Linked DNA regions of Mus musculus: region 1 is linked to region 2. Evidence: chromatin contacts called from public Hi-C data. All regions are on one chromosome and are shown on one strand. The core of a region is the stretch at or near the end of the contact, and the rest is flanking DNA. Distances in the headings are between cores, read along the strand shown. Region 1 holds the start of Pou4f2 (POU domain, class 4, transcription factor 2). Region 2 holds the start of Hand2 (heart and neural crest derivatives expressed 2).

The links. A called contact is a pair of places that touch in the nucleus more often than the background predicts.
Region 1: a Hi-C map of cerebellum shows a contact between it and region 2, with 10 times the contacts expected there. The contact joins the promoter of Pou4f2 here to the promoter of Hand2 in region 2. A contact is called at or near these places in 3 of 484 Hi-C or Micro-C datasets (cerebellum and embryonic stem cells).

The regions. Positions count from the first base shown.
Region 1 is chr8:78,434,891-78,438,617 of GRCm38.p6, forward strand. It overlaps Pou4f2 (POU domain, class 4, transcription factor 2), which reads right to left and starts at 1,757. Exons shown (of 2, transcript NM_138944.3): 1 at 1,221-1,757; 2 at 1-788. The coding sequence starts at 1,514.
Region 2 is chr8:57,319,223-57,322,970 of GRCm38.p6, forward strand. It overlaps Hand2 (heart and neural crest derivatives expressed 2), which reads left to right and starts at 1,761. Exons shown (of 2, transcript NM_010402.4): 1 at 1,761-3,239. The coding sequence starts at 2,685. Hand2os1 (Hand2, opposite strand 1) reads right to left here and starts at 1,637. Exons shown (of 6, transcript NR_154048.1): 1 at 1,467-1,637; 2 at 962-1,066.

The DNA of each region.
Region 1 (3,727 bases), core at 507-3,006, about 21 Mb after region 2:
GAGCGCTTCTCCGGCGCCGCGATGGACGTGCGCTTGCGCTTCTTCTCCGCGCCATTGAAGAGCTCCGGCTTAGTGAGCTTCTCGCGGTGGGATTTCTCAGCTTCCTCCAGCCACGCCTGCAGGATGGGCTTGAGCGCGATCATGTTGTTGTGTGACAGCGTGAGAGACTCAAACCTGCAGATGGTGCTCTGGCTGAGCGAGCCCACGCCCGGGATCTTGAGGTTGGCCAGCGCCGAGCCCACATCTGCCTGGGTCACTCCCAGCTTGATGCGTCGCTGCTTGAAACGCTCGGCGAACGCCTCCAGGTCCCGCGGGTCTGCATCCACGTCGCTCATGCAGCCCATGTGCGAGGGCAGCCCATGTGCGTGGGCCATGCTCAGGGCTGCTTGGTGCATGGGGTTCATGGTGGCCATGTGTGGTGCGTGAGCCGGAGTGGACACCACCGTGCCGTCGGGGCCCGCCATAGCTCCCAGGGCCAGCCCGGGGCTTAGGTGCTCAAGCAGCTCGCCCTCCAGCGCCTGGTGCGGCTGGTGATGGTGGTGATGGTGGTGGTGGTGGTGGTGATGGGTGCCAGCCAGAGCGGACGGGTGCGAGATGGGCACAGAAGAAGAGGAGGCTGCCGACGTGCACGGGATGGTGTTCATGGTGTGGTAAGTGGCGTCCGGCTTGAAGGGGCTGTGGTGGGGCGGATGGTGGTGGTGGCTCTTACTCTGGGAGACGATGTCCACGGCGGCCAGAGCCTCGGCACGGGCCAGCAGACTCTCATCCAGCCCGCCGAATATATTGCTCTGCAATTGTAAGTAGAAGGCACACATTACGCTCAGCAGGGAATTGTGAGCGCTCTCTCCGGAAGCCCCCGGCCCAGGGCTCGCCACCGCCACCGTGCCTACAGCATTCCCAGAACGTTAAAATAATAATAATGACAGTGATCCTGAAACTCGGCAGCGAGAAGAGAGGGGAAGCCTGCGCGAGAAGCCAATGTGCAGGGGGAGGAAAAGTGAGCCACAGACAACACAACACAACACAACACAACACGCGCACAGGCAGCATCCCAGGTCATAAAAATTAATATGAAAGGCAAGACCCGTTGAATACTTAAGAGAGGGGGGATTGGTTGGAGGTGTGGGGTGATTTGCTGTGCAGACATGAAAAAAACATCAAGCAGATAAAGGAGGCTGTCAAAATGTGCCTTTAAGCGGTGATTATGCAGACATACGCACCGGTGGGGTTGGAAGACAAGCTCTCCGCATCGCCTCCGAGCCCCCGCCGCCGCCGCTGCCGCCGCTGCCACTGCTGCTGGAACTGCTGCTCCGGCCGCCGCCGCCTCCGCCTCCGCCGCCACCGCCGCCGCCGCCAGCGTTGCTGGAGCTGCTAGGGGAACTGGCCGAGGGCGCCGCGGGCGCAGAGGAGCCCGGGGAGGCACTGTGTAGCGCCGAGTACTTGGGCTCCACGTGCAGGCTGCCTGCGTGAGGCATGCTGAACGCCTGCTTGCTGTTCAGGGACATCATCATCATCTTTCCTTGCGCGGCGCGCTCGTCGCTGGCGCACTCCGGTCCCAGCTACCCGACCCTCCGGAGAAGTACCCGGCCGGAGCAGCAGAGGGAACAACACTGCAAAGTTGTGCTCAGCCGCCACTGCTTCCAGGCCCGGTTCTCCCAGTGTGGCCGCTAGCTCCGCTCCTGTGTCTCCCGCTAGGTCTGCCCGAGAGGTTGCCCTGCTCCGGGTGGCTCTGGCTTCAGACCTCAGCACCCCAAAGTGCCCCAGCTCATCGAGGCGGTGGAGTTATAGTCCCCTCTTCCCGCGCCTGACCCCCGCCCGCCCTCCCCCTCCTTCCCTCCCCCGCCCTCTCCTGCCAGGACGCACTGCTCTGGGTGGGTTTCTCCCCGCCCTGGCTCCCCGCAGGCTCCGGTCCTTTCAGTTCTCCCTGCACCCGCCCCTCTCTCTCTGCCACGGGACCCGCAGCCTTCCCTGCCCCGGCAGGCGCTCTGCTGTTACCACTCCTACGCCGCGCCTGCAACTCCTGATTCTAATCGCGCCCCAGCTCAACCCCACCCAACTAGCCAGGTCGGTGCTTCGGGCCACCCCCACCCGGCAGTGCCAGTCACCTAAATGACAGTCTCCAGATCTTCCCGCCTCCCTCGGGAAAAAAAAAAAAAAAACTCCCCCTAAAAGTTGCGTTCCAAGCCAATCTTGGAAGCGACTAGCCCTGAACTGTGAGGTGCACCTTACCTGGCCACCTGCTCTCCTGCCCTCTGCTTACCACTAAGTTTCAGGGGCCCTCCCCTCCCGTCAGCTCCAGTGACCCTGATTCCCCTGGATGAGGATCTAGACGCTGCGGCGACCCGGGTCCTCTGCTCTGCTCTGAGCTCCCGCCTTGATGCGTGCTGAGGTCAGCCCCGGGCTTTGCATCCCACCGCCCGGCGGGTGCCTAGTGCAGAAAGACGTGGGTCTGCCCGGCTGCAGGGCTTCCTCTCCCTCGATTTCCCTCAGCTCTCAGCGGATTGGACAGCCACACAGCCCGTTAGTGTCCTCTATGCGCATGCGACTCCCCCCTTTATGAGCATATCACCCTCTAACACATGTACAGATTCCTCTCCTCCCACCCCCTTCTCTTTTTCCACCTCCTCCCTATGTCCAGTACAGGGTGAGCTGGGACTTGGGAGGATCTCCTGGCAAACCCTGACTCTGGGATGTATTATTCTTCATTAGCTACAATCAAAGGGAAAGGAGCAACTGACAGGACGAGAAGGGCCAGAAATACAGAGCGCATGTGCTGCCGAATGCCACTAACACCGTGTACACGTACACACACACACACTCACTCACTCACTCAAACGCGCGTGCACACACACTCACACAAACACACACACTCAGACTGGCGTAAGTCCCACTTATCTTCATTTCTACAGTCACTGTGTGCAGAGACTATTTTTTGCTTACACTTTGCTCCCACTTTTGTGCTAGTGCAAACCACTTTCCTGGAAGTGAACACACATTCTGAGTTCCAGTTCAAAAGCAGACAGTGTGGCCCACTCCCCAGCCCCAACCCCCCCAAACACAACCTATTTCCTCTCCTTCCCATCCTTCCCCTCCGTCCTGCGGCACTTGGGGCTACCCTCGCCTTCCAGAGCGCGGAAAGACACTAGGTGCATATACCGATGAGGACCTGCGGGTGGCTGGTCCGGGACAGGGGTGATCCGGAACAGGTGCAGGCCCTGGGAGCTTGGGAGGGCCAGCAGGTGTGAGAGCAAGCAGAAGGCCTAAGAGGCACTGGCGCGAGCTAGGACAAAAACAAAGTGGAGGGCAAGCGTGGAAAGGGGAGCCCTCTGGGAGTCAGCACCCGGAAGCCCTGCGGCGGTAGCGGCGAACAGGAAACCGTGGATCCTCCCCTGACCTCATCCAGGCCGGGGCTGGCAGGTTCAAGTTAGGAAAGCTGTCGTCGGAATACTCCCCCCCCCCCCCCACCCCAAAGCCTCTGCTTTGACAACGCGATGGGATCTGTCCGTGGTGCTTAAATCTCTGCTGCTTTGCCAGTCTGGAGCCCGCCTTTCTCTTCCCCTGCGTAAAGGAAAATAATAAACAGTAGCCAAAGGGGATTCCTACGAGCCATGTTCTCCACTGAGAGCCCTAAGAAGCCTGGGCAAGGACTCGGAGAGGGGGGTGTTGACATGAAAGAACGTGGCTGTGTGCAAGACTGTTCAAGTAAGTGCTTAGGTGTTTAATTTCT
Region 2 (3,748 bases), core at 511-3,010:
AGCTGCAGACCCACCGAAGCTGGAAAGCAGAGCCCTATGTAGGTCACTTTGTTCTGCCATCAAACTCAAGCCTCTGAGCTAACCAGCAAGACTAGGTCCAGCTACTCCCCATCCTGAATTTGCTCTGTCTTAGTTGACCCTCTGCTGGGGGCTGGCCTGGAAAACTGACCCCTTGCAAACAGAAGAAAGGCCACAACCTTTAAGTTCTCCCCCTCTCCCACCACCCAGCTCTAAAGTCTTTTTTTTTCCTCCGTGAGATTACCACAGGGCAGTTAGGTCTCAGCTCGGGTACCCTGGGAGCAAGAAGATGGGCTCTCCGATTCCTTCTGATGTGGCCTTCCAGACAGAATAACAGCCAGACAGACTCTAGGGACATGGGAAGGACTGTCCATGCAGGATTCTTAACTTGGGGTTCTCTTTAATGTCTGGGACCAGAGTGCTTCTGCCTCCAAAAAGCGATGCCAACGGTGGGAGTCACTTGTGTCCCCTCTGCTTGCCTCCTCAGGTCCAAGGCCAGCTATCGGTGTGATCAAATTTACAGCCTAAGGGCTTCTGTTGACACCCTATTACACAGGGACCTTCTTCGTGTGAGTGAAAAGAAGAGATCCTCATACAGGCCAGCCGGAGGGTGGTTTTGCCTCCTTCCACTGACCGCCCCTATCCCGCGCTGCTGGGGAATCTCCTAGGTGCCCCGAGGCCCGCTAACTTACAAGTGGAGATCCATTTTCCGTTCTAATGCGTTCAAGATCGCCAAGGCAAGCAGTCTAAACATCCACGAGCCTTCCTCCCTGCCTGTCTCTTAAACGTCCGTTTAATGGCTCCCCTCCGATAACTAAACCTGCTTTCCACAGATGCCCGCTTTTATGAGGGAGGCAGGAATGCAGAGATATATTTATATGTTTGTTCATAAAAACTAGAAAATAAGCTCCGAACACGCTGTAAAAACTATTCAGTTACTTACCAAACAGGCTAGTTAAGCAGGAGGAACACGGATATTCGCCACACCACAGATTCGAGAAATCGAGGTGCCCCACTTTGAAAATCTTCGCAATCTCTGTTAGGGTTGCTGCAAATGAGTGTGGGCACAAACTGAAGGTCTCATCCGCGTTCTCTGCAAGTTGTCATCCTAACTTGGGTCATCCACTTCAGTGCCTAAGCAAACAGGCCACTGCAACTTTGCCAAAGTGTGCCGGGTCAGAGGAGCGCTGGCGCTCTAGCCTGGTCAAAGAGACTCGGCTCACTCCCAATCGCACCTTAATGGGATTCCATACCGCCACCTCCAGACTCTTGTCGCCACCACCACCCACCCCAAATCCCCTCCCCAGCCCAGCACAAAACTATAGGAGACTGTCGGCTCAGTTTTCTGCCTCGGTTACCTACAAAACACTTGAAAAGGCATAATCTGCGTTCCTTTCTCTATTCACCCCACCCCTGTAATCAGAAAAGAAAGCGAAATAATACTGTACCTGGTTTAAGATTCTTCAGTATTGGGGGGAAATATTTTAATAGCGAAGCATCTGTTAAACACTTGCATTAACCTATGGCTGATAAAAGGGTTTTTTTTTTACCCTGCCCCCCCCCGTTTTAATTATCTTATGGTTATGAGTGGACAACCAATCCTAGAAGAGGACCTCGGCAATTAGCAACGTGAACATCAAAAAGTTTTATTGCGGAGAGCGCGAGGCGCCGCCCCCGCCGCCCCGGGATTGGCGTGAGGAGCCTCTGACGACATATATTAACCCGAGCGGCCCTAAAGATGTAGCTGTACATGGAGATCTTGCTGGGAAAATCGGCTTGCTCCCCTCACCGCGTCCAGCCCAAGAGAACCGCCGCCGCTGCCACCCAGGAGCTTCCGCGGCCACTGTCTGAGCACACCCCTCCGAGAGTCCATTCGCCGCTTCCCAGCTCCGAGGTGCCTTCAAGGGCCCAAGATTCTTGTCCGGAGAGGAGAGGATCTTAGAAAATGGATGCGCTGAGACCTCTCTGCAAAGCCTCCGAGAGAGCCTGAGGAGCGAGGACGGACACGTTCCTTACAGCTTTAAAAACAAATCACACTCAAGGACCAAAACAACAACCAAATAATTTTTATTAAAACAATAAGCGCCCAAGAACCCAGATCGAGCTGGTGGGGGAGGGGAAGGGGCAGGAAGGGGGAGGGTCGCACCGAGGTAGCTCCACGCTAAGCTGCGACCCCGCCGCCTCCCGGCACAGCCGGGCCGGCTCCTGCAGCCCCAGCTTGGACTCGCCCCGGATTCCAGGTCATCTTCGGAGTCAGGAGTCCCGTGGCCGGCGTCTGCGGGACTGCCTCGCGGGAGCCGGCCGGCACTTTTGCATGAGCACCGGAGCGCTCTGCCTGGTCGCTGCAGCGGGGAACGCGGGAGCCGGCGCGCGGGCTGTAGAGCTGGGCGGGCGGCGGCGGCCAGCAAGGGCGCACCGTGCCGGGACCAGCTCGCCGCGCCCCATGGGGAGCCGGCGGCCGCGGCACAGCTGAGGCGGGCCCGGCGGGCCAGGCGCGGGCCCCGGGCTGCAGCGGCCCCCTCTGCGGCTGCAGGGCCGGCCCGGGAGCCCGGGGGTTGGGGGGTGGGGGGTGGGGAAGGCCGCCGATCGCCGAGGTCGGAGCCCGATCGGAGGGCGCGGCGGGGCTGCGCGCACGCTGGGGCGCGTGGAGGGCCACGGAAGGCGAGATGAGTCTGGTGGGGGGCTTTCCCCACCACCCCGTGGTGCACCATGAGGGCTACCCATTCGCCGCAGCCGCCGCCGCCGCTGCCGCCGCCGCCGCCAGCCGCTGCAGCCACGAGGAGAACCCCTACTTCCACGGCTGGCTTATTGGCCACCCGGAGATGTCGCCCCCCGACTACAGTATGGCCCTGTCCTACAGCCCCGAGTACGCCAGCGGTGCCGCGGGCCTGGACCACTCCCATTATGGGGGAGTGCCGCCCGGCGCCGGGCCTCCCGGCCTGGGGGGGCCGCGCCCGGTGAAGCGCCGGGGCACCGCCAACCGCAAGGAGCGGCGCAGGACTCAGAGCATCAACAGCGCCTTCGCCGAGCTGCGCGAGTGCATCCCCAACGTGCCCGCCGACACCAAACTCTCCAAGATCAAGACACTGCGCCTGGCCACCAGCTACATCGCCTACCTCATGGATCTGCTGGCCAAGGACGACCAGAACGGAGAGGCGGAGGCCTTCAAGGCGGAGATCAAGAAGACCGACGTGAAAGAGGAGAAGAGGAAGAAAGAGCTGGTCAGTACTAAGGGATCGAGGCTGGTGAGGGACTCGGGGTTCTTGGGACCGCTGTTCTGGTCTTTCCATTCAGGCTGAGAAATTGTGTGCCACATTCTTTGCGTAGGGAGCCAGGTTGTGGAGTAGGGATGGTTTCCTCAAAAGCAAGACAGGAGGATGTCAGCAGCAGAATGTCTTCCTTCGAAGTTGCAAGCTCCTCTCTCCATTTAGGACCGACCTTCCAAAATGTAGGAGCTCACCAATCTCCCAGTCACACTGGCCAGGTCCCCTCATTCTGTGTTCATTAAAGCTATCTTTGACCGCCAACCCAACTTTTCTTCTAAATATTTCTAAAATAAGTTACCTAATGACCTCTCGGTTCCAGTGACTCCACTATTGGTCGCATCCCCCATTCCAAAACCGAGGCTGCCTCTGACTCTAAGAAAACGTTATGCTCCTTCACATTGCTAGGGCACGCGGGAGGTAACGGTAAACATTAAGTACCTTTAACTTCTAGCGTACAAGTACAG